4 separate regions of the Mus musculus genome follow, and regions 2, 3 and 4 are each linked to region 1. Evidence: chromatin contacts called from public Micro-C data. All regions are on one chromosome and are shown on one strand. The core of a region is the stretch at or near the end of the contact, and the rest is flanking DNA. Distances in the headings are between cores, read along the strand shown.

The links. A called contact is a pair of places that touch in the nucleus more often than the background predicts.
Region 2: a contact with region 1 is called in a Micro-C map of granulosa cells, with 6 times the contacts expected there. The contact joins two enhancer-like sites. A contact is called at or near these places in 4 of 39 promoter capture datasets (the HPC-7 cell line, maxillary cranial neural crest, second pharyngeal arch cranial neural crest and 1 more), 2 of 15 datasets of contacts at CTCF or cohesin (the NIH/3T3 cell line and large pre-B cells), 6 of 484 Hi-C or Micro-C datasets (the AML12 cell line, adipose-derived mesenchymal stem cells, bone marrow-derived macrophages and 2 more), 2 of 115 datasets of contacts at active chromatin or transcription factors (embryonic basal ganglia and embryonic stem cells) and 1 of 9 other capture datasets (embryonic stem cells).
Region 3: a contact with region 1 is called in a Micro-C map of granulosa cells, with 3 times the contacts expected there. The contact joins two enhancer-like sites. A contact is called at or near these places in 4 of 484 Hi-C or Micro-C datasets (bone marrow-derived macrophages, granulosa cells and uterus).
Region 4: a contact with region 1 is called in a Micro-C map of granulosa cells, with 3 times the contacts expected there. The contact joins two enhancer-like sites. A contact is called at or near these places in 3 of 39 promoter capture datasets (the HPC-7 cell line, frontonasal cranial neural crest and hematopoietic stem and progenitor cells), 1 of 15 datasets of contacts at CTCF or cohesin (large pre-B cells), 11 of 484 Hi-C or Micro-C datasets (the AML12 cell line, bone marrow-derived macrophages, cumulus cells and 4 more) and 7 of 115 datasets of contacts at active chromatin or transcription factors (astrocytes, embryonic basal ganglia, embryonic stem cells and 4 more).

What each region holds. Positions count from the first base shown.
Region 1 is chr14:76,573,197-76,579,848 of GRCm38.p6, reverse strand. No RefSeq gene overlaps it. Among named protein-coding and RNA genes, the nearest start is that of Serp2, 20 kb to the right of the region's middle. Within about 2 kb of position 4,233, at least 4 of the 459 cell types and tissues checked have an H3K27ac peak or open chromatin away from gene starts, as enhancers often do. A contact at or near this core is called in granulosa cells, where this site is marked.
Region 2 is chr14:77,001,134-77,007,785 of GRCm38.p6, reverse strand. No RefSeq gene overlaps it. Among named protein-coding and RNA genes, the nearest start is that of Lacc1, 32 kb to the left of the region's middle. Within about 2 kb of position 3,010, at least 28 of the 459 cell types and tissues checked have an H3K27ac peak or open chromatin away from gene starts, as enhancers often do. A contact at or near this core is called in granulosa cells, where this site is marked.
Region 3 is chr14:76,932,530-76,939,181 of GRCm38.p6, reverse strand. No RefSeq gene overlaps it. Among named protein-coding and RNA genes, the nearest start is that of Gm30365, 98 kb to the right of the region's middle. Within about 2 kb of position 2,896, at least 7 of the 459 cell types and tissues checked have an H3K27ac peak or open chromatin away from gene starts, as enhancers often do. A contact at or near this core is called in granulosa cells, where this site is marked.
Region 4 is chr14:76,872,506-76,879,157 of GRCm38.p6, reverse strand. No RefSeq gene overlaps it. Among named protein-coding and RNA genes, the nearest start is that of Gm30365, 38 kb to the right of the region's middle. Within about 2 kb of position 3,932, at least 146 of the 459 cell types and tissues checked have an H3K27ac peak or open chromatin away from gene starts, as enhancers often do. A contact at or near this core is called in granulosa cells, where this site is marked.

The sequences.
Region 1 (6,652 bases), core at 2,984-5,483:
AGAGCCTCCATCCTGATGAGGCTAGTGTACACTGGCAATAAACCATCAACAGCAAACTAAAACAACAAACACCATCCTGAACAGCTGTCTGCCCTCACGCCCACTTTTGTTGAGTGGTCTTGGCAGGGCTCTGCCTGAGCAAACTGGCCCAGTGTAATCTTGGGGCCAGTTAGACTGTAGAAGTCAAGAGTAACTCGTGATTGAAAATGGAAGGCAGTTGGTCTATCTGGATGAAGAACTTGCCAACCCCAAATTTTAACTTTTTAATTAGTAAAAGGAAGATTTCAACTTCTTCACAGGTCAGTATAAAATAAAATAAAATACAAAATGGTAATCTTTGGATTCAGACAAACCTGGACTTTAATTCTAGAGCCTTTAAAAATATTTTTGAATCAGTTGGCTTATCTGTATCTAACACACTTAGATCCATCAGCTACGGAAAAGAGCCTGCCCTAGAGACTAAGTGAATGGACTGGGTCCTTATTTATTCTGCGGGCACAAGAAACACTGATAAACATCCTACATCAAAAATATGTGCGATCAGGACCAACTCACACCAACTTATCGTAAAGTTCTAATTAGTGGGTTTTCCCATATTTCCTACAGTGACCAACACAAGCCCTTGTCTTAATAGCTGAAGGAATCTGACCTTTCTGTGTCAAATAATAGTTATGCATAAAGCAGGTAGATGAGCAGTGCCATTAGTACCCTAATTGATATCGCCAGCCCAAGAAACACGTTCATGAGAATTAACTTCTTTCTTATGGTTTACTTCAGTCTATGTCAGTGGTGCTCAATCTTCCTAATGCCATGGCCCTTTAATTCAGTGCTTCGTCTTGTGGTGACCCCAACCTTAAAATTATTTTTATTACTACTTCATAACCATAATTTTGCTATTGTCGTGAATCATAATGTAAATATCTGACATGCAGGATATCTGGTATATAATCCTTGGGAAAGGGCTGTTTGACTCCCCCTGCTTTGGGGTGTCACCAAAGGAGTAGTGACTCACAAGTTGAGAACCCTGATGCTCTAGGGAAGATGGGGGACCAGTATGGTGCCAAGACTGGGGATCTGAGTTCGGTCCCTGGACCCCACAAGGTGGAAGGAGGCAACCAACTCCTGCAGGCTGTTCTCTGTCTGACCTCCACAAACGTGCCATGGCGCATGTGCACACACATTCACTGGGATGTGCACATCTATACACGAGGAGGAAGGACAGAGAGAGGAAGGAGAAGCAGAAGGAGGAAGGGAGGAAGGAGTAAGTCATAGGAGACATATATATTAAGAACACATATTTTATATTTTCCAAAGATCATCCATGTACTTTATCAATTCGATAACTGCTTTGTGAATCAAAAAAAAAAAATCTCATTTTACACACCAAGTGAAATACAAAAGGAGTGACTTGTTAAGATGACAATAGCTAAGTGAAAATCAGAAGAATGTAGCTGCTTAAATTCTTAAGTGCCTTTTCCATCTTCTCTGAAAGTAACCAAGTTGAGCCCACCTGCACTTTTGTTCTGAGGTCTGTAGATTTGCACACCAAATGTGCTCTTAGGCATCTGACCAACTTGATTCCTAAACAACAGCCTCGAATTCTTCTTTTTCTTCCATTCCAATTTATGAACCCCTAAGACTATTTGTTAGGGAAAATAAACCTGACAATCCATTGTGACAGCAAAAGCCAATGCATTCACATTCGTTGGATCTCAGCCTGGCAATTTGCCTGTGTCTTCTGGCATATTCTGATGAAATTACCATTCAACTTACAGTATCTGTCCTCATAGCCCTGAGTGAATTCCCCTGCCCCATTAATCTGTATTTTCATCTAGCCAAGATGTCAACTTGATATCTTATTTTCCATTCTGCCTAACTCACTAGTAACACAATCTGTGAAACAACACATGGAAATGGAAATTGCCTCTAGAATATGTAGCTGTAAACATGTGCCAAGTGGGTCGTGTGGCAGCCTTCAGAAAACACAGTTCAGATAGAATTAGGAGGTTTAGCATCAAAGATCGATCTGTGTTTTTATTTTCAAACCAAGGAGATGAGATTTCCAGAACTCTGAGTGACTTTGATATTTAAGCAGCTTCCTTTTCCGAGCCTTTCAGGCCACACACCCATTATTTTTACATGTAGAGAGTGACAGGAGATTAATTTGTATTCTGTGAAGCCTTTACCCAAAGCATTTGATTAGTAATAATTACTGGTTTTCATTGAATGCCTACTGTGCACCAGAGTTTTCTACACTACTCAAGGAGACTCAGAACTACTACACTGGTTTTATATGTGACTAAAACTGAGGTTTGGAGAACATAATAAACTCACTTAGAGCACACAGTAAGTAGAAATGCAGGATTTGAACTAAAAATCTATGCCCTTGACTACACAGATATGAGTTTAATTTGCCCTGAACTTTTCATCTTTAATAATGGAGTTAAAGATATGTGGAATGCAGAGTGTTAAGGGGATCCTGGAATAATTCTATTTGTGTGTGTGTGTGTGTGTGTGTATGTGTGTGTGTGTGTGTGTATGTGTGTGTGTGTGTGTGTTGAATCGCACTGATACTATCTTCCCTTACTCTCCTCAGCCCTCGATGACCTGATGACAGACAGCAAATACTCTCCTGGAGCCCATAGCGAAGACCAACACTTAATAAACAGTCACACAAGCAAAGTGAAACTGATCCTCTGCCATATTGAATGCTGAGACGGAGACATGATACACATTCAGAGGTCTTGAAAGTTATGGCAATGATGTCATAGCAGAAAACATGAGACTCAGAGTCTATGGAACACTTGCTTTTACACTTTACTGTGCTAGCTTGCTTTCTGATACCGTGAGAAACATCACACCAAAAAGTGACTTGGAAAGGATTTATTTGGTGGACACATCCTAATGACAGTCAATCATTGAAAGTCTGGGCAAAAACTCAGTAGGAGCAGAGGTAGAAAACAAAGGAGTGCCCTCACTGGCTTGCTCAGCTTGTTTTCTTATACAACCAAGGACCACTTGCCCAGGGGTGACACACTGGGCTTGGCTCTCCTACATCACTCAAGAAAATGCCCCCAACAGACTTGCTCAGAAGCCAAAGGAATGGGGTCAATCCATCTGTCAGGGTCCCTCCTTTCCAGGTGACTCTAATGTGTGGCAAGTTGACCAAATAAATAAATAAATAAAATAAATAAATTAATTAATTAACCAGCATATGAAGAAAACAGCAAAAACAATAATTACAGGATCTCCAACCGAGTCTGGTAGTCAGTGACTTCAATCCATTCCTAGTATGTTCCCTACATTCTTGATTTCACAATAATTCTCCCATAGCAAAAAAGACTGTCTCCCGTCGGAACCTAAGCATGTTTTAAAAAGCATATGCTGCCGAGGAATGGAGAAGATGGTAGGAAAAACAGTGTCAAGAATGATGGAGAGTAATAACTGAAGGGTAAAAACTGACATGGTCATTTTGTTAGATATCCATGGGGCTCAAGTATCAGGAAAGCCACTTTGTAAACATTATAAACCCTCGAGGCAGCCAAGTAGCCAGGGCTCCAGCTGGAGGAGCTACAGCACCCAGGTCCCTCTCCAAGACCTTCCAAACTGCCATAACTGTCACAAAGGTCATCTCCAGCCCCTCAACAGGACCCTCCCCAGTTCATGCTAATTTTAAGTGAAAAGTCTGAACAAAAGCCACCAATCTCTGAGCACGAAAACTCACCAATCCCTGAACAGGAAAATCCACCAATCACTGAGCTCCCCAAGCTCAGGGCTGGAAATCCAACCAATCCCCATCGTGAACATCTCCACACTAGACCGTCCACCCCACAAGAACCCCTATGTATATAAGCCCTGCTCTTTGTCCAATTCATTGCTGCTGTCTGCTCTCTCTTGGGATTCTTCCCTTCTCTCTCCAATAAGTCTCTTTTATGAGATTTGCTACCTGGTGTGATTCAGTGGAAAAAGACAAGAAGCTGTTGTAGTTCGTCAAAAGACCCTTACTCAGAAAGACCACAAAGACCGCTGCCATCGCTGCAAAATGCATGAGGATCCAACATGTTGGGGACTCCCCTCCCAGCACGCAGGCCAGAGGAGAGACCAAGAACAAAGAAAGAACACACTTTTTATATCTTTGTAAGGGGCAGATTTGAGCAACAGGGTTCTCATTGGTGTAGCAAGTGACCCTTTCAGGCATTGGTTGGTTTGTATAGTGACTAACTGACCCTTTTGCTTGCCCCCCATGGTGGGTTATTATGATTTGGTTAGCAAGGTAATAGTACATTAACGTCACAGCTGTTAACGTCAAGGGAATTCTCGCACCAAGGTCAGGGTTGTTTGTGGTCTTTGTCGGAATTCAGTGTGGGGCAGGGGGCAGGAGAATTGCTAATCTTGTTATGGTTATTTCTCTGAGAACAGCTAATATTGTTTTGGTAGCTGCAGGCTTAATCATTTTGACCGCTAAAACTATGTTTTTACACTTGTTTAGTCAGCCAGCTTCCTTATCTGGCTCTGTACTTGGCCTGCTAGTACAGTTTGGAAAGTCCTTTTTGAAGGGGGAAGGTACTGGGTGGTCTTGAATTCATTTTGGGTATTACAAAGCTATGAAAAAACTTTGAAAGCTATGAAAAGGCTGAGGTTCCAGCTCAGCTGGGGATCCCCTCCCCTTGGGAGTTGTAACGCCTCAGCTGAGGAGGATTCCTCCCAGAGCTGTGTGGTTCCTGGTCCCCATATCTCAGGATGCCTTTCCTTGGGTCACTGTCTCACCTCAGACTTGTGTGCTTCCTGGGTGTCCGAGTCCCAGGACACCACCTCATCTGAGCAGAAAGGCTACTGAGCAGTAGGGCTGAAATCTGTGAAGTTTTGGATTCCATAGCACCTTCCATTTAGGAACATAGGTGATGCTAAAACATCTAAGTGGAAACATTTTATATATATACCCATATATTATACACACACATATATGCGTATGTGTATATATATATATGGATATAGAAATTTATAGTTAAGTCACTGTAGCCCTCTGTGGCCCCACATTTATTAGCTATTGAATAAGTCTCTAAGGTCGGTCTTGTCAACACTTCCAGTGCACCAGAGGCACTGTCAGCTGAGCCAGACTTCAAAACCTTGACACAGTCGTGGATTGTAGCTCAAGTAAGCATCTGCTCTCATTGCTCAGAGCCACCCTTCTGAGGAAGCTTTGCTCATGGGTGAGCACACAAAGCCTTCCTAGGTCATGGAGTTCTAGAGCTCACGGCTCTGAGTCCCAATGGAGTCTTCTTTCCACACTTCTGAAGCTGCCCCTCAAAGCACAAGAGCTCTGCTCTGAGAAGCCTAGAGGGAAAAAGGGGGGATTCCCCCGAGGTGCTGGGAAGACAGGAGAGGACCACGACAGAGGGATGAAAGAGAGGGGCTGGGGGGCAGCAAAGTGCAACCATGTATTCTTTCTGGTAAAAAGCCCCTGGAATTCTGGTTGGGTAAGGCAAATGCTGAGTCAAAGGTTCTTGTCCTTAAGGAGAGCATTAGGGAACAAGTCAGGCCTTACCGAGAGAGAAGAATTTTCCAATCAATGTACAGTGTCTGTTGGATGCTTGACTCAGAAAAAAAGAGTGGCAGAATTTCAGAAAAAGCCAAAAAAAAAAAAAAAAGACTTATTGAGTTGTCTACAAAGACTTCATAGAGCAAGCAGTGGTGACACATGTCTTTAATCCCAGCCCTTGGGAGGTAGAGGCAGGAAGAAGCCCTGTGAGAAAGAGGATAGCTTGGTCTACAGAGCTAGTTCCAGGACAGCCAAGGCCACACAGAGAAGCCCTAGCTCAAAAGCAAACAAACAAAAACAACAAGGACAACAACAACAACTTCAAGATGGGAGACACATTTATTTTTCTTACCTCTGTCTATGCAAAAATGAAGATAATGGCAAATGCCCCGACCTCAACACAGAGATGCCTATGGGAAAGACTCCTTCCAAAGCTTTGAAGAGACCCCAGAGGAACACACTCTGAAACCAGGCAGCCATTCCCCACCTTCCAAGAACTCACCTCCTTTTAGAATCAGCAGTTCCAGGCTCTAGGAAGCAGCAGCCATGTAACTTTCAGTATTGACACCATTTCTCCAAGTGCCTTCCTTAACCACTATAAAGAATTCACAAAAGGTGGGCCCTTAGCTAGGAACTCTCTGGGCTTTAAACCTCTCTGCACAGATCCAGCCATGTCAGAATGGGTGACTGAAAAGTTTTACACATCTCTTCCTTTGGGAAACAGAATCCCATTTCTGCTGTGGGGTGAGGGAGGGATTTATACGCAATTGGTTCAGGAGTTCCAATAGAGATGGGTGTGCATGGTGATGTCACAGCAATGTGTATGTCCAATGCCATCAGACTACATCCAATGGTGAGAAGCTGGAAGCAATCCCACTAAAATCAGGGACTAGACAAGGCTGTCCACTCTCTCCCTACCTATTCAACATTGTACTTGAAGTCCTAGCCAGAGCAATTAGACAACAAAAGGAGATCAAGGGGATACAAATTGGAAAGGAAGAAGTCAAAATATCACTTTTTGCAGATGATATGATAGTATATATACGTGACCCTAAAAATTCCACCAGAGAACTCCTAAGCCTGATAAACAGCTTCAATGAAGTAGCTGGATAT
Region 2 (6,652 bases), core at 1,761-4,260, 430 kb before region 1:
CAGCCACTCTTACACCAGACTCTATCTCTTCCCTCCTAGTAGAAAAAGCCTTGTCACAACATGGAGCTCTGCTCTGTTACAGGCAATGGCTAGGCACAGTAGGGACTCATGTGCTTCTTGCAGAGGAAGTCACGAAAACATTGGTCCTGAGGTTGAGTCTGAAGGTAATTCAAACAGTTGAAATGATCATAGAGGTGGGTTGAGGGGAAATGGCGTGATCTTTCAAAGCCCGACACTGTTATTTAGGTGTATAGGGCAGTGGTTAGAAATGATATTAAAATAAAGGGGCAAGAGACCACATTATGGGGGTGGCTGAACGACATGCAAAGAAGTTAGGACTTTATCTTTTGGGCATTGTTGTAAGGTCTAGAAAGAATAATAAGAAAGATAGACTTGCATTTCAGAAAGATGCCCCCATGGTTTTATAGAGATTCATGAGAGGGGAGTAAGATCTACCGCATGGAAACCACATTGGAATGACCACAGAGCCTGGATGGGTGGCGGGGATATTTAGACCTAAAACAAAGTAAGGAAAGGGCAGAATAGCACTTGTAAGTCAGCAAAGAATCAAGTCTGATTGAGGTAAATGGCTGGGTGGCCACCAGGTTCCTGGCTAAGGTCACTGGATGAGTGGGTGGTGATCTCATTCATTAGGACAGAGGATACAGCAGCTAGGAAGATTATATTGGTGATATGAGAAGCTAAATTTATTTTGGGAGCATTTTTATCTTATGTATGCCAATCAGCTTCACATATATATATGGAAGGCATCAATAAATGATGCATTATTGAGCATTCATCCTAAAAAGTCCCAAGGCTGTTTCTTTCCCACGGGTTTCTTCTTTCTTTTCCCACAGTCTTCCCAACATGAAATTTCTGTGGCTTATTTCGTGTACCTTTTAAAGCTTTTCTCACAGGGGAGTTCCTCAGTCATTGTAAAGGTTTCAATATAAACTCTACAAGCAAAGAATCGGTCCTTAGTCTAAAGGAGCTCGGTGTCCATGGCAGAACTGTGGCTTGGTTAACTGCAGTGTTTTCATGGGACATCTGGACAATGGGGATCTATCTCCTTTTGGGTAGGAGGAGTTGGAGAGAGCTGCTGGGGAGAAGCTAGGCCTGGGTAAAACACTAACAGATGACAGCGCTGGAAACCTAAAGGATGCGCAGATGATCAGCATTAGGAAATGTGCAGCTGAAAATGCCCTGCCTCTGTGTATTCAGCCGTGGCCCGTCTTTGCAGTCTTTTCTTTTGAGGCGGTGTCTAGAGAAACCTTTCTATCCCTGGCTTGTTGATCATGAGTAGCTTTGAACTCGTGATCTTCCAGCTTCAGCCTTCAAATTACTATATGCCACCGTGTCCAGGCAGCCTTGAGCCATCCAGATCAGCCTTTGGGTCCGCTCTCAGAATGACTGTTCATTTGACAGGTCATATGACTCTTATTCCTGTCCTCCTTTACCCACCCTGTACTCACGATCCATTTGGTGGTGGGTTTTAAATGCCAATTTGTATCTTATTCTCAGCTTAGCTATTCTGGACTCACTCCTAAAAACTCTTTGTAAATTTTACCACTTCCAAACCTCCCTAGCTTCCATTTTGGTCATGCCCCATTGGCCTGGGAGGTCCTCATGCGACCTTGTGAGGCAGTATTCCTAAAAGAAACTAACTGTATAGTAACAAGGTATTTCTATAATATGTTCTGAGGAGTTTTTATAGACTAAATAAACTCCTGATATTGAAAATCCATGGTGACACCGGAATGAGTAGCAATGCTCCCAGCAAATAAATATTCAATAAATCTTACGGAATGAGGGAATTTTACATAATAACCTGTGAATAATCCTGGCTGCAGCGACTTTGTTGTCTGTCTTGCATACACACTTCTTACTGCCAGAGCAATGAGGACAGCAGGAGTGGTTGACAGGGGGAGGCAGTCTGCTGGCCCCATGATTCTACAGATGATTTCCTCTGTTTCTCCTTTAGTCAAAACAAGTTCTGGCTCCCTGGGGCTCTGAGGTGAGCTGAGGGTCAGAGCATTGGAAGAGCCAACCCTTCTCTCAGGGGCTCCCAGCTCGGGATCTTACTTTGTGTTTTCGGAGGAGCCGGTGTTCACTTCTGCTATCTGTTTAGAAGAACTCCGATGCTTTCAAAACAGTTTGTCCTTTAAAACAGATAGGCATTCCCTCTATAATTTGTTTACACTGCTCATGAATAAATTACCAGTGCCACTGATATAGACTCATAGACTCAAGCTTAACTAGCCTTACTGTGGCAGTTGATCATAAATTAGCAGTGTCTACTTAATGCGATTTTATTATCTACATAGACATGTGTCTTCACGGTATATGCCTATGAACTGAGAATCACTGCAATTTAGTGTTAGAAGGAAGCAAAAACAATTCGGCAGGCTGGGGTTGTAGCTCAGTTGGCAGAGTGTTTGTTTAGCATGCACGGAGCCTTGGCGTCAATCCACTGCACCACATAAAATGAGCATGGATGATCATACAAACATGCAATTCAGCACTAGGGAAATGGAAGCAGAGAGGTCAAAAGTTCAAGGTCAGCCTGGGACACATAAGAAGACCATGTCTTCAAAAAACAAAACAAAACAAAGAATAATTCTGCATGAACCTTACACTGTGCAGGTGAAGCAACGAACAAGTAGGAAATTGTTCTTTTTCTTCTACTCAAGAGACTAGCTCTATTTTAAACACAACTCCAAGTCTCATTTAGAGAGATGATTTGCTGCGATTCTACGCTCTGTCGAGCACGCTGCCTGTTACCTAACGTTGCTGCTGTGTCTTCTCAGCTCACTTGAGTCAACAGACACCCTGAAGACAGCTGTGTTTTATTTATCTTTCCATTCCTCATGGAGCCTCCCTGGCTATCGAAACTAGACAGTACTGGATTGGGCTTGGGCATTAAGCTGCAGGCAGCTCTGATCCTATACTGAACAGAAGGAAGCAGACACCAGATGCTAGGTCTCCAGGGTCTTGAAAAGCGTCCTTCTGCTATGTTTTCACTGGTTAGCCTTGCTTAGAGCCCTTGTCCTCCCTTTCTTTACCAGAGAGATAGAAAGATGAGGTACTGTGCCTCAGCCTTTCTTCTCTATTGTTTCCCTAACCCAAGCCACAACTTCTTGAACTAGGCTGGATTTTTGCTGCCGTTGGCTTACACACTTGACTCTGTGTCTCTCAGTTCAGCCCTCTTGACTTTTGGTATTTTGTGGCAAATTAACTCAGACCACCTGCCGTAACAACACTGAGAGTTGAACTTCTTTCTTCCTTGATACTTTTGACCTAAATAAGCGGGGGTTAAATTATTACAAATTTGGACATCAGTGATTCATTTGGCAAATATTTATTGATCACTTAATGTGTAGCACAGTAGAATCTGTTCTGTCTGGTGAAGATATGAAGTAAGAAATAAAACCAAGTTGTGCTTTCGTGGAGTATACATTTGGGTGGAAAATGGATGGGGTAAATGTGAATGAACAGATATGCACTGTGTAGACACCACCAAAGGGCAAACGCTGTGAAGAAACAGAAAGGGAGAAAAGGACATAGAGAATCAGAGGATAAAGTGGTAGTCTTGAGAGGAAGACTAGAAAGGGCCTGGGTAGAGACCTTTTGAAAAATCCTCTGTACATAGGTGGCTTCTGAAGTCATATAGCAAATGAGACCATCTGGACACCGATGCAGTCATTATTGAGATGTATAATGGCGTATCGGCTCTAGGGCATTTAGAGGCAGAAGATGGTGAGGAAGATTCAGAGGGCAGGTTGATAAAGAACAGCCAATGATAAAATAAGCAGTCGTGTTAAATATTCAAAGGCAAAATTGAGAAAGTAATTCAAAATCGAGCACTATCAAAGAAACCCGAAGAGAAAAGACAACTGAGAGACGAAAAGCACATCACATCTCTGGGATCCACTGCTGCAAAGAAATCAGAAAATGAGCAGCATCTACAGAGGGCTGAGCAACCAAGAAAACCATTTCTCTCATTTCTTATTTAACTGTGCATGTATGTGTGAGGTGGGAGGGTGTGGCAGGTCGTGTGTGTGGGCTCGAGCTCGTGCGCACACGCGTATGTGCATGGTCACAGAGGTCAGAGGTCAAATTTTCTAAGTGTTCCCCCAGTGCCATCTACCTTATTCCTTCCAAGACAGAGTCACTCATGAGCATGGAACTTGCTGACAAGGCTATGCTACCTGACCACTGAACCTCAACACTACATTTGTCTCTGCCTCTCCAGCCCTGAGATGGGAAGCATGAGACACCATGCCCAGTCCCTCCACCTCACGTCTGGGAATACATTCAGGTCCTCACGCTTGCCGAGCAAGCACTTTATACACTGAGCTATCTCCCTGGCCTATTCATTCTCGACCTTCCTAATGCTGAGACCCTTTAATGATCCCCACGGAGCTGATCCCCAGCCACAAAATCATTTTCATTGCTACTTAATGTAATTTTGCTACTGTTACGAATCATAATGTAAGTATCTGTGTTTTCCAATGGTCTTAGGCCTCCCCTGTGAAAGGGTCCTTTGTAGGGGGTCACAATCCATAAGTTGAGGACTGCTATCCTAGCTGCAGCTTTGATTTTTCTAAGAAAGGGGAAATCACAACATTTTTATGCACAGAGAGCAAAGATTCAGCAAGGAGGGAAAACTGGTAACGTACAGTAGCTGTTTGCTAGCACACATTCCATCTCCACTGTGCTTTTCTTTCTTGTCATTGTAAAGAGAAACTGCCCTGGCCATAAGCGTGTCATTCCACAGGAACTTAGACAGGGCTCTTCAGTGAAGTCAGCGATATCTTAATGAATTATTTGCAGTTTCTAATCCCAACACAATTTAAAATTCCTCCTCCCCCATGTGTGATAAGTAATCCGTCCTATTATTGTAATTAGATCACCATATAATTAAAAGAACGAAGGCCTTTTCTCTGTGTAGTGCTTCTGTTAAATGTAGCTTCTGTTCCCTGGATTTAAAAAAAAAAGTATTGGAAAACACAAATAAGAGAAAGGTATGTTCCTAGGAACAGAGTTAGAAACTGACCTAATGTCATATCTACTTTCTACTTTTTCTGTATGGATGAAAACTCCAGAGAACATACATAACAAACAAGAGTTTCAAGACACCAGAAAGCCAGCTGTGGTCATCAAGTGTTCCTGTTTCCTAAGCATCAGTGGGATATACTCTTACTAATGTAAAAACAGAGCTTTCTGGATCTAAAAAAGAAGACATTAGAGATTTCTCTTTCCAGCCATTTATCTTACAAATGACCAAGCTCTTACAAATAGTTCTTATACAGAAGCAGAGATGTGCTAGAGGGAAGGCTCAGTGGTTAAGAGCACTTCCTGCCCTTGATGAGGACTGAGTTTGGTTCCCAGCATCCACAGGGTGGCTCACAACCATCTGTAACTTCAGTTTGAGGGGTTGTGATGCCCTCTTTCTGTCTCTATGTGTATTGCACATACCTAGTACACATACATACTTACTTGCAAACACACACATCAAGTAAAAATAAATAACTCTTTTAAAAATGATGCATATGTGACTTGGAACTATTAAGGGTAGTTTTATTACAATTAAAAACATTATGATAATATTTACTATTTCTAGGTCCCAAGCATAGTGCCAGTCACTCTAAATTCATAATCTCATCTAAAATTTAGAGCCACTGTGTGGTGCAAAGTGGACCTTAAAAACAAAAGCTATTTAACTGTCTTAAACAGTTAACCACTTGTCTCTACTTCCTTATTCATACAACAAAATGGGCAGGGGCTTTATCATGCTGACACTCAGGCATGTCATCCGTCCATACTCACGCATGCTTTTGTGGTCATCGATATCACCTGAGAACTTAATAAGTGTACATTTTCACATCCAGGTGGTCCACTGAATCAGGAACTCTTGGAATGGAATTCACAATCTTCATTTTAAAACCCACCCTTCCTCTGGGTGATTCTGATACATGCCAAGGTTTTTGAAGCACTTCTTTAGAACAAAATGTTTTATAGGCACAAAGTAGAAGTTTCTAGACTTTCTACCTGGTCTTAAAAGTATAAGCCAAAGCCATACTGCACCATTTCATATTGACCGTAGGGATCACTACCTTAGACCATAGGGACCATTGCTACCATCAAAGACTTAGAACCTATGGTTGTTTCAAAAAGTTGCTATGCTTTAAATATGTCATCCAAAAAGTATGCTTTAAATTTGATCCCCAATATACAGGTTAGAGAATCTGCCTCATGAGAAGTGTTACCCTCATGGATAGATTAATGTAGACTAGAAAAGGGCTTAAAGCCTCAATTCCAGTCTCCTACTCTCTTATCCTCTCACCCTTTGCTATCGGATAACGGGGAGAAACCCAGCCCAGCTTGATGCTACACTTTGATGTTGGACTTCCTGGCCTCTTACTAAGATGTATGAATTTCTTTTTAGGCTATTATCCAGCCTGTGGTCTTTTCTTACAGAAGCACAGAATGAACTAAGACACAGTGATTCACCATCACATTTTCATGAAAGGCATCATTTCATGACGTTTTCGTGAGTGATAATGGTTTAGTAAAACTCACTCAGTAGTCACTTCAGCCAAAGCTGCTAATGTCTGTATGACCTTCTATATTAAAGCAAATGGCTCCTGAC
Region 3 (6,652 bases), core at 1,647-4,146, 360 kb before region 1:
CATGTGCTGTCACTTGAGTTTTTGACCCTAGCCATTCTGCTTTGTGTGAGGTGGCATCTCAGGGTTGTTTTGATTTGCATTTCTCTGATGACTAAGGACTTTGAACATTTCTTTAAGTTGCTTCTCAGCCATTCGAGTTTCTTCTGTTGTGAATTCTCTGTTTAGCTTTGTAACCCCCTCCCCCTTTTTAATTGGGTTATTTGGTTTCTTTGGAGGTTAACTTCCTGAGTTCTTTATTTGCCTTACAGAAGCTTTTGAGTTTCATCAGTGCATGAATGAGTGGGTCTCTGCATCTGTGTTTCTTGTGCTGTGTTTTGGGCTCTTTTCCTTCTGTTGGATTGTTCTGTCCTATTCCAGTTTGCTTTTGTTTTATCTTACTATATTTTATTATTTTATTTTAATATTATCCCTTAGATGCGTGTCTGTTTTCTAATGAGAGACTGAAAAGGGGCAGATGTGGATGGGAGAGGAGGTGGGGAGGAACCGAGAGGAACAGAGGTAGGGGAACAGTACTGAGAATATATCATGTGAGAAAAACAATTTTTAATAAGAGGAAAAAATCTGGTAATTTACTGTTTTCCATGGCAATGTCTGCTCTCATGTGTGGGCTACGCACTTTCTGAGGAAAACTCTGGCCTGGCTTTCTGTTCTTGTTATAAAAAAAAAATTGTTCAAGTTTTGGTGTCTTAGGACTACAAATTATGACTCTGCTTGTCAGTGGCCCCACATCCATGCAGATATGGGAAACACCAACTGGGAAGGGGGGGGTGAGATTGGGAATGGATTTGGAGGTGCCAGGGAATATTGAGGTAGGAGGATGTGAATATAATAAAAAAAACATTGTATGTACATATAAGAGTCTCAAAGTGTTTTAAAATTTTTTATATTAAATTTAAAAAAACAAAGAACAAAGTAATATCTTTTTTTTTTTTTTTTTTTTTTTGTCTAGAGAGGGTCTCACTATACAGCCATGATTGTCCTAGATCTCACTATATAAACCAGGCTAACCTTGAACTCACTAAATCTACCTGCCTGTGACCATAAATCTAAAGCTGTGAGCCACTTACACTTTTGTTGAGTCAGAAATCAGGCAGAGTTCTCACAGGGATAAGACTAAGATGTCCGTTGGGCTGTATTCTTTCAAAAAGCATCCCTGGATGCTTCCGTCTTCCATGTCTTTACAAAAATGCTCACGTGAGGATTAGCCATGGCAAGGCACACACATGTAGGCAGAAGACATGGCTCAGGAAATCAGTTCTCATCCCCCACCTTAGGAATGCACAGACTCTCTTCTTTTTGCTCAGGGGCACTTTGGTTTGCTGTCCCAACAACTTCCCTGGATTCTCTTATGGCTGTCTCCTGTGGAAGCTTTATTCTGCCTTCTACAAATTGCATTGCTGCCTAAAGGGTACATGATTCAGAGCAGGACCCCCTACCAACACTGTGTTTGCCTGGTCCTGCCTTTCCTCCCAAATGATGCTGGCCTCAATCTAGACACCTTTCTGCCAGATGCTGCAGGAACTCTGTAAGGGGCAATCTGCTCCCCTGGCCATTTCACTCCTGGCCAAGTCCTTCTGCAGACCTCAGCTCACTCCCGTAGGACCTCTCCATTTGCCTGCCTGGTGACACAAGTCTCCTCAGCATTTGCCTTCAGATTATTACCGGCAGTTGTTAATTTTGGCTTTGAGTCTGTCTGGATAGATGCTAGTGAGCAGCACTGGTGATCTGTATATTTAACAAATACTAGACTTTTTGTGACCATCAAAGGACCCCCCAGATGTGACAACTGAACTCTGCTCACTTTCTTAAGGGATCTTTGCTCCTAACGTGACAGGGCATGGAGAGGTCACATTGTGACTTTGCTTCCATGGTTAACATCTGGACAATACAAAAGGTATTTTTTCCCCCTCACAACAGTCTCTTTGGTAAGTGATAATGTTTGTCCCCTGACATTCAGTGGGGGATCAGTTTGTTTTCTGTCTCAGGGAACTGAAGTAAAACCAGTTTAAAGTTATCCACAAAAACGACTTCACCGAACATTAATTCTTTCAGCACATTATTACAATTTCTAACTGCACCTTAACTGCATTTTTCCAAACTGTATGATCTAGAAGATCTTTATAGAAATAAAACTATGAAACCAAGAGCTGGTACAGGCAGCAATTGGGGCCTACCAGTTAGCTCTCATTTGTAGCATCTTCTCTTACTCACTGAACGTAAACCTAGAGGGAGAAAATACATTGCTTTTTCAAACATTTTTCCTAACACCTTTTGCAGGAATGGAATGTACTCATCTCACAGAGTCTGAGTCCAAAGGGTAGATATCATTTCTGTGCTGGCAACCAAAGGAAGAAGGCATGTGGGGTGTCAGGGCACTGTGCCATGTAAGGATGACAGAAGTCTCTCTGTTTTCTGAAGCCTTTTTTTTTTTTTTAAATAAGAAAAATATAGGCCAGTGAGATGGCTCCAGAGGTAAATGCCATTGTCACCAATTGTGATGACCTGAGTTTGGTCACTCCACCCGACCTCTGACCTCCAGATCCACACGGTGAAAGGAGAGAATAGATTTAAGTTTTCTCCACATGTGCACCTCCACTACACACACACACACACACACACACACACACACACAAACACAGAGTAGACAATAAATAATGTTAAAAAGCTGACAAAGATACATAAAATAAATTGTTTTTAAGTCTGTTTCATGTACACATGCCTGTGTATGGTGTGTGTGTATGTGTGTGTGTATGGCAGGTGGAAAGAGAGAGAGAGAAACAGAGACACAGAGAGAGATGCAGAGGAGACACAGAGAAAGACAGAGAGGGGGCAGAGGGAAAGAGGGGAGAGGGAGAGGGAGGAGGAGGGGGAGGGAGGACGTTACACATAAGCCAAGTCAAGGTTAAAATCTTGTAGAGCACTGCCGGGAGCCATGGCCTCAGCCATGGCCTTGTGGATATTTTCTAGCTTACATAAACAATCCTGAGAGAACATTCATGGTCATAACAGTAAGAATGTTTGTGAGAAAAGAGGACACTGTGACCGTTGGTTCCAGGAGCTGAAGATTGCCACCTGACCTTCAGAGAACCCCGGGCTCTTTCCCCCTTCCTTGGAGCCTCCTCTTGCTTATGCTTACATTGCCACTCCTGAATAAAGTTTTCAGAGCTTGATCAGTATGATTGACTTGCTCTCATTCTTCGTGTCTCTTCCTCTCTCTCTCTCTCTCTCTCTCTCTCTCTCTCTCTCTCTCTCTCTCTCTCTCTCTCTCTCTCTCCTGCCCTGGGTTCCCCGATTGTCCCTGTAAGCTCAGGGAAGAGCACCATGGCAGCCCTGCAGGGCTTCTTTTGTATTTGGCAAGAGTGTGCACATGTGTGCAGAATAACACACATGTTATCCTGTTAAACTCTGTTAGCAAAACAACATGTGTTCTTTTCCTTGATATTGGTCTGGCTGGTGTGCGCTTGGGTCTAGAGAAGCATTCCCACAGATACTGATGTTTAGCTCTGTGCTGCCTGTCAGACTGATGGGTGGGAATGAGTTGTGAATGTCTGTCAGGCCTGCTTCTGAGAAGTCTGCCAACCAGAAGCTTCGCTGGGCTGACTTCACCAGAGAGGCTCAGCACTACCCAGTGGAATGGCTGCTGGGGGGAAGCTAAGCAACAGAGAATCTCAAGGAGTGTGGGTAGCAGTGACTTTGCAGGGGAAGAACTTGATAGCATGGTAATTGATGAGCAGTTGATGCAGTTTTTCTTGATGTTGTCGTAATTACTTTCCCGTGCAAATGAAAGAATAAACAAGAGGCAACAATGAGCTTGCATGATCCATTTTTTTCTTTGTTCTAAAATCATTTCATGCATAAAGCATATTAATATGATTTGTTGGGTTTATTCATTTCTGGATCTTCAGAGATGTACTAACATTGCCCAAGAGGAGGGGATTGGTTCTCTCTCTCTCTCTCTCTCTCTCTCTCTCTCTCTCTCTCTCTCTCTCTCTCTCTCTGTCTCTCTCTCTTCCTCTGTCCCCCTCTTCCCTCCCTCCCTCCCTCCCTCCCTCCTTACCTCCCTCCCTCCCTACCTCCCTCCCTGCACCACCCAGCAGGTAAGTTCTACATCTATTAATGTAAGCTGTTTTGCTTTGGGTGATACTGCATCCTATGTAGATATGAGCATTCCAACTGTGTTGGTCTGCAGCTTGGATAAAACAGCACGCCTTTGGAACCAAGCTTCAAAGAAGAAACCCCACATGGGGTTTTGTTTGTTTTTGTTGTTTTCGTTTAGCACCATCTTTTAAAGGGAACTATTTGTCTGCTCAGTTTTGACTTATTGTCTTAGAAAATGGAGAGAGTTGTGTAGTCTCCCTTTCTTAAAAAAAAAAAAAAAGACTGGAATCAGTACAGGGGGAGGAGGGGGGTCTCTGGCACAAGCAAGAAACCTTGAACAATGGAAACTCCCAGAAATCTATGAGGGTGACCCTAGCTAAGACTCCCAGCAATGGGGGACATTGAGCATGAAATGGCTATTTCCTGTAACCAGAAAAGACTTCCAATAGAGAGAGTGTACACCAATCCTGAGACCCACAATTTGTCCTACCTACAAGATGTGCAGGGATAAAGATGTAGTGGAATTTGAGGGGATGGACAACCTAGCTCAGCTTGAGACACAGCTCATGAGAAAGAGAGAGAGCCCTCCATTGACACTATTAATGACATTCGACTCTACTTGCAGACAGAAGCCTAGTATAACTGTCATCTCTGATGCTTCCCCTAGCAACTGATGGAAACAGATGCAGCGACCTACAGCCAAACGTTAGGAAGAGCTTGGGGAATCCCATGGAGAAGGGGGGAAGAAGGATTGAAGGAGCCAGAGAGGTCAAGGAGATCACAAGAAAACCTACACACAACTAACCTGGGTCCACAGAGGCTCACAGAATCTGAGCTGCCAATCAAGGAGCATGCATGAGATGGACCTAGGTCCTCTGTACATATGTAACAGTTGGGCAGCTCAGTCTTCATGTGGGACTCCTAACAGCAGGAGCAGGTGCTGCATTTGATTCTGTTGCCTGCCTCTGAATCTCTTTCCTAACTGAGCTGCCTTGCCTAGCCACAATAGGAGAAGATTCACCTTGTCCTACTGCAACTTGATATGCCAAGGCAGGTTGATATCTATGGGAGGCCTCCCCTTTTCTGAGGAGAGAGAGAGGACTGGAGGATGGGGGGGGGGTGGGGAGAGAGGGGAAGATGCAATCAAGATGTAAATAAAAAATATTAATTTGAAAAAAGAAAATGCATTCTCATTATATATCATTTTATATAATATATACACATTTGTGTGTATGATATGTGTATGTATATATGTGTGTATATACACACACATGTACATACATGTATATAGATGTATATATGTACATATAGATATGTATAGATATAAATATATGTATATATGTGTATGTATATATAGAGAGATATAAATATATATATGGATGGAAGGATGGATGGATGGATGGATACAGTTGGAGGAGGAGATATTCCTCAGCTCTTGGTACTCTGTTCCAACTGTTTTCTGGATCAAGCTGTGTCTGAAGCAAGAAGGTGATGGGAGACAACCAAAAGGGACTTGAAGCTGACTTCTCAGCTCCCCTCTCTGCCATCTATTTTTTTTTTTATTTTCCTGTTCTCATTTGTTGGGATCAATGACCTCCCAGAGCAGGGTAAGAGGTAGAAGAATTGCATAGCATCTAAGAAGGCAACCCCAGCTACCCACAAGCCAACATGCCGTAATAATAAAACTAACAATTTCCTGCGAAGTGTAAAACTGGAAAGTACTCTTGGGGTTAATGAAAAATTTAATTAATTAATTGGTGTTACTCTGGTTCTTGTCAGGGTGAAAATGACCCAGGAGAACACACACATGAATTTACTGTTAATAAATTCAAACCAGCATTTTTATGGCCTAAGAAATAAGTGCGGATATCTGAGATGAAGCTCTCTGGCAAAGCCCCGAAACAACACAGACAACTTGTCATGAGAGAAGGATGCTCAGTGGAGCAGATCCCGGGAAAGAACGCTTCCTGGGATGCCACTGCGGCTTTCTGCTCCAGTGGCTCAGAACTCCTTGTGCAGCAGGATAGTGGTGTCACAGGTAGCAAATCTGAAGAAATTCTAGTTCCGTTTAGACCTCAACTGACCTCATTCACACCATGATCTTTAGAGCTTGCTGGGTAATGTGAATATAATGGTAACTGTTTTCATCTACCTGAGGATGTGGGCTGGCCCTGGTTTTAGAACTGCTGGCACCTTCAGAGGCAGGCATTGCAGTCGTACAGTAGCACATAGCTCCTTGTCATCCCAACCTTTGAATGTCACATGTGGACTTTTTTTGACCTGCTGTTTTTGCTGACAGAGCTACCTGTAGGTATCTTCCACATCTGAGGTGGCTTCTTGCTCAGTAACAACTTCTACAATGTCACTTTTCTGGCTCTTTCCTCCTGTGAGAAGTATAGCACCTATCAATACACTGGTCTTTAGAGATTTGGTGATGTAGAAATTCTATCTATTGTTAACAATCAAACCAAAGGGGCTGACTAAGGGTCTGTAATATACAACTCTGGAGGCAATGGAATCAGATCTTGCAAGGATAAACTTGCTCTTCAGCTTT
Region 4 (6,652 bases), core at 2,683-5,182, 300 kb before region 1:
CAGAGGAAGCAATACTTCAATTAGTAAAGCCATCACTGGATATAAGGTTGGTTGCTAATTAGTTCTGGATTCATGCGAAGGTTTTCTCTTCCCATTGCTGTGACAAAATATCTAACAGAGGAACCTTAGAGAAGGAAGGTTTTATTGTAAATTATGGTCTAAAGATACCCAGGGTCAAGGGGCTGGGGATTTAAGTGGCTGGTTATGTTGTATCTGCAGCTAGGAAGCTGAGAATGATGCAGACTGGTACCCAACTGGCTTTCCCCTTTATCAACAGCCCAGCCCAGTGCTAGTGAAATGGTGCACGTCTCCATTCCAGCTGAGTCTTTCTAACTCAGTTAAACCAGAAATGCCTTCATAAGCATGCTCAGAGGTTTGTCTCACTCCTCATTTTAAAATCCTTTATGTTTGCAATCAAGATTAATCATTCTACATTCATAAGTCTGCATAATGTACCCCTAAAATTTCAGAGGTATTTTAAACTATAACACATTATAACCCCCTCTATTGATTACCCCAAACTACTACATCTTTCAAATGAAATCACTGCTTACCCAGGGGATGTGTATATGTGTGTATGTATCTATATCTATAGATACAGATACTCATTCATTCTTAGAGCTGGTAAATTTGGCTCAATAAATGTGCACATTATTTTCTGCTTGCGTTCATGCTGCCCAACCTTTTGTTAGTCCCGTGTCTATCACCAGCATAATCACTGGGCCCTGGCACTAAAGGTCAAACACCCTATGTCACCAGCTGTGACCCACAGTCCCATCTTGTTGCTGAGCAGATTTCTAAGGAATGATTTTGATGTTTTATTTATTAAAACTGGAAACAGGGACAGGATAAGCTATTGTTTGGGTTCCTATCTCTCAGTGCCTGTGTTTGGCTTTCACTCATTTGTAATTCTTCATCTCTCAAGTGTTATGCTTTATTATTTAGGAATATTTTAATTACTATCTTATCAACTTCAATAAAACAAAAGTTTATCCAATATTGAGAAATGCCTAGTGGCTTCAGGCCACTCTAATTAAAGATCAAAGCATATCACTTATGGGCCAAATACTGCTTGAGATCCCTTGTGGACACTCAACAACAACAACAACAACAAAGAAAAAACAAGAAACAAGAAACTAAACAACACAATTTTTTTGGTTTTTTTTTTGGTTTTTTGTTTTTTGTTTTTTTTTTTTTTTTTTTTTTGGAGTCAACTAAGAAAATGCATTGGCTTTTCATATTGCCATGTGGCTGAGAATCTGGGGGAGGGCATGGGGGTGAGGGAAATGCTGTAGAGAAACCACTACAAAGCATAGAGGCTATAATTTTAAAGTCTATTTTTGACCAACAGAAATTTTCATGTTGTTTAGAAAAGCATCCCATATCAAGGTAGTCAAAATATCCCATTGATTATTATAATCAGCAATGTTAAACATGGAGTTCACACCCCCTCTTTAAGCCTAGGTTATTTCTGACCGAATGTGCACTTGAGCTATGGCCAAGAGGATGCTAAGTGAAGGAGTCAGGAAGCAGGGATGGAATTTCCGGGGCCCCATTGAAGTGTAGCAGCTATATCACCACTTTTTTTTTTTTACTATCCATGAGTAATGATTCTGGAATTTGACGATGTACCTTCATCAAATTTCAATGTCTCTGTAAAATCAAAGGGCATATGGCAGTGGACCAAACCAAGAGCTCCGAGTTATTCTTAACACAAACAGCATGTCCTTTGCCCTGTAGTGTTTTCAGCCAAACTCATGCTGCATACACAATACTCACAGAATATACGGGATAGTTAGCAGCCATGAGGTTGCCTGCATGAACTAGCTGTCTCTGCTTTATGAGTTTGGGAAGGAGATGGGAATTCAGGTTTGGTTACCCATGGGACATTTCACCAAGCTTACTCAAGCTCACTTGAGAAGGGCTAACCCTTTCCCCAAACTGGTAACAGGTTGGATATTACATATCACACAATAATAAATTTGATAAAAAGGTGGGTGTGCACAGGGATAATTTTCTCATAAAGAGATCCTTCAGAATTGTAGAATGCTCACTGAACATGTCCAAGGTCCTAAATCTAATGAGAGGGGGGCGAGAGGGGGAGAGAGAGAGAGAGAGAGAGAGAGAGAGAGAGAGAGAGAGAGAGAGAGAGAGAGAGAGATTGACTTTACAGTAGTTTAAGGAATACTAATGTGCTCAATTTTTTTCTCCTCTTAATGCAAAATATTCTCTCCCCTTGTTCTTGTCTTTCCTTCCCACCCACCCCCATATTACTTAGAAAAGCATCTGTAGTCAGGGGTGCAATGTCATTAGACCCCCTACTAAAGTGAGTGAAAGTCACCCTTTTTGTAGCTCTAATGTTGGAACCCTTTTCTCCCTTGATTTTCTGTGTTTGTGTGTGTTGGTGTTAAGGTGTATGAAGACTGAATGTGTGCAGGGTTATATGGGGGAGCCAGAGGGCAGTCTGGAGAGTCTGCTACCCAGGTGCCATCCACCTTTACATAATACAAGGGGTTTTATTTGTTTTGTTTTGTTTTGTTTTGTTTTTGATATAGGGTGCCTTCCTGGCCTAGAAGGCACCAAGCATGCTAGGTTGGCTGATCATCGAGCCTCTGGGAGCCACTTGTCTCTCTTCCCCCACACTAGTAGGCATCTAAGCCACTATGCTGAGCTATTTTTTTTAACGGGTTTTAGGTATTAAAGTCAGGGCCCTCTTTGTAAGGCAAGCATTTTACTGACTGTTCTGTTAACCCAGACAAGAGGCTGTCGATTCCATAACCGGTCATAGTCTTCCTAGGAACCGAATGGACCGGTTATTCCCTAGAGTAGGACATTTGATTGTGTGCCTTCCTGGGCACCGTTTGATGAATAACACCCCCTAAACACTTGCTGATAGACGCACTTACAGGTCCCATAAAGGAAAAACTACGTGTCTATTATTTAATCCCCATCCCTTCCTCATTTGTCCACCAGATGGCAGAACAGGGGCCAGGATAGAAGCTAAAATATTTTTGATTTGCTAATGTAGTAAGTATGAAGTTACATTAAAAGCAGGAAATAAGCACCTAAATGTAAACCTATGACTTAATGTCCATTATATTGGCAGCATGAAAATATATTGCAAAAAAACCAAGATGGTGGAAAACTTAGGTACTAAGTAAGTTAAAAGTTCAACAATGAATTGAAGGGCCTGGATATACTGTTACTCTTGTGCAATGGGCAGAGGGGACAGGAAAGTACTTAATGAAGGTTCTTTCCCGAGCCTACTTTTGAACCTGAAACTAGAAATAGAAAATGGTCTCTTTTCTTCATGCTGTGACAGCCCTGGGCCTGGCAAGTGTGACATTCTCTACCTATATGCAAAGTTAATTTTGAAACAAGCCCTTTAAGTTCAACTCAAGGGCAGCTAAAGTATATAAAGAAATATTGAGTTGGGGCTCTGGGGATCATTGCCCAACATAAAGGCGAGTCTGTGTGCTCACAGCTGGTAAATGTTTAACACAGTCCGTGTTATTAAGCATTGCCCAAGTTTATTTAGCAACCTCTTAAACAAACAGGGGTGATGCTTTATTATTCTCATCTAAATGGATTTAAAGTGGAGGGCACAAAGAAGATAGGCTGGCTTGTTGATATTCTCATCGGTGTGTCTTCTTCACATGTGGATATAAAGCTTTGCTCCTGGATTTGCAGAGGTTATCGTCAGAGAGACATGGCCATGAAGCTGTACCTTACAGAGGAAGGGCCAAGTGGAGTGAGATGGTTTTGAGAATATGTATATCAGGCAATAACCCACACGAGAGAAATGGAAAGTGAATTTTATGACAGCGGTTGTAGGACATTTTAATCCTCATCTTGAGGTGCACACCGAGTCATAGCTATTTGCTTAGCCACTCTACTCTCTAAGGCCCTGGCTTTAACCTTTTCTGGTCACCATGGCAACAAGGACACAAATACAAAGGCCATAGCACTCTCCAGCACTGTGAGGAAGAATTTCCCACTGTATACACAGTACGTATAGTTGACCTAAGCATAGCAGGAAGAATGTGGTGTAATTTTAAACACAGTAAATTGAGTCATAAAATGGAAGTGGATGCAGCTAGGAAAATGTTACCAACAAAGGAAGGGAAATAGTGCTGTGTTGCCGTTCCCACTAAAGCCCACAGTGCCCTCCCTCTTCTCCTTGCCTGATATAAGGAGAACCATGAAAACAAAGCATCCAAGCTTTGATTTTGCTTTTTTTTTTTCCCCTTAAGGCCCAGACCTAAAATAAATGATTCATTTCTAGGCCAACCATAAACGAGTGATCTGAGATGCTGATCTTGAAAGCACTTCATCATTTCCAATCACTGGCTGAAACAGGCTCTGCTAAAAATCCTGTGGTTCACTCCGCATTTCCAGAGAAGCAGCCAAGCTCTGGTACGGCTCTGACCTGATTCCTGGACGAGGCTGTCTGAACGAAGCATCTGTAGAAAGAAAGGTTGGAGCTGACTGTGGAAGGAATTATGGAGCCGTCCCTTGTGTTCAGTCCTATGCACTAAATAATACTGGGAGAACTTGAAAAAGGATATGGGGATAACAAGATTCAAGCAGCTTCCCTGGGCAGGAATGAAGAGCCACAGAAGAAATTCAAAGTTTAAAAAGACTAGACAAAAAACCAAAAAAACAAAAAACAAAAACAAAAACAAAAACAAACAAAAAAACAAGAAACAAAACAAAATAACAAGAAAAGCGGCAGCATTCGGGGACTTCTGCCAGACCTGAATTGATTTGTTTCTCAGTTTGACTGATCAGCATGGGACAAGCAGCCATCATTATTGAATCATTTTCTTTGTCTTGGTTTGACTGTTTGCATTTTTTTAGTAGGGGAACTTGGGCGATAGGCAGATACAACGCCACTGTACTTGACGTGAGCTGCCATGCCAACTGAGGGAAGGAACCAGAGCTCCTTTTCCTGCGACTCCCATTTGTCCCTCAGATACCTGCCTGTATTGAGAGCTGTATTGCGAAGCACAGCCCCATCAGTGCTGTTGTAGTTGTGGGTGTTGCGGTTGTGGATGTCATTACTCAGTCCTTCGGTTCTCTGCTGTCTACAATGGGTGTGAGGTTAAATAAATAACGAGTGGTTATATGTATGTCCACCGCCTAACACCTACCATTGCATGGTTCCCAAAGAAATGCCAACAACAGACTTAAAAGTATCAGAGACTCTCATCACTTCTTCAAGGAGGAAGTATAGCTGAGGAGAAAGAATGTCAGGAAACCAAGGAAACAAATTCATGCCCCAGCTGGGCCGCAGCCAGCTGTGAGACTGAGAGCCTCCCAGCTGCTCTGGGGTTCAGTTTTCTCATCTGCAAAATTAGGATGCTGGCCTGAACCATCCCCCGTTTAATACATTTTGTTACTCTACGGGGAATTCAGAGGTCTTTGCTCCCCTGAGGAGGTCAGTTTAACTTCTGACTTTCTCAGATAGCACTGTAGATAGTCTCAAGAAAGGGAAAGACATTTATAATCATATTTTCCAGTTGAGTTTGGGAAATTAGAGTAAAAGCTAATACATTTTGCACAACTATGAACATGGACCTAAAGTGGGGAAGAGAGGAGGCAACTGCTTTGGAGAAATGTCATCTCTGTCCCTGTACTCCCAGTCCAGTTGAACCACTCAGGATGGCTAGGAGCTGAACTATCCATGCAGAAGGCCAGGGCCACTGGAAGGGAGAGGGGGCAATAAAGGGGAAAAAATTGAGGGTCCTTAATAAATATTATTTCTTCAGTAGTAGTCCAATTCCTGTTGTTATGATGAGATACTAAGGCTGCATACAACATGAAGTAAAGATGCTAACTTTTGACTCGTAAGTCTAGAACATTCGCAATGGGTAGTTCCGGGTAGTTCTCTTCCTGACTCTGCTCACACTGTAGTCACAGACTGTTATGAATGGAAGGTTTGCCACTGCCAAGGCGTGGGCATTTTGCCAGCACTGGTTTGGATTTTGGACACTGGCTTCACCACCTAGTTACCTTTCATTCTGCCACCATCGCCAACCTTGTAACATCCACGGTTAAACTGGAATTGTGATAGAAACAAACCACATCCAAACCATAGTAGAAGGGGAGAACAAGCCTCCATTTAGATGATTCAAATCTAACTTCTAAGATTTCTCCAATAAAAAAAAATTGTATGTATGAACGTAGATATACAACACGTGTAGATGAGTATGTATATGTACATGTATATAGATATCATACATTATGCCAGATAGATGTGTGTGTGTTACTCTTACTCCTTCTCCATGAGGTACAGACCTGCCGAAATACCGATTGAGGGTATTCTAGATATTCCTCCATTCTTGCCCTTGCCCTCTGGTCTCCTCGGCACCAGCACGGAAAGCAAGAACAGAGCTTGAGAATTCTAACTAGTCTGGAGAACTGTGAATGCCCACACAATTTTACATTTGCTTCTGTTGCCATGACAAATTTTTCTTTTCAGAAGAAAAGAACATTTCTAAAAGATCAAAATTAAATCCCTTTGAAGACTCAAAGGAGGGTGGCATCTCCGGGAAAGCATTAGAATGAAAAGACACTGTGGCGCTTGTGACATTTACAAATCACCCAGCCCCTCACGATTGTGAAGTTTAAAGTTCAGTTCTCCCCTTTC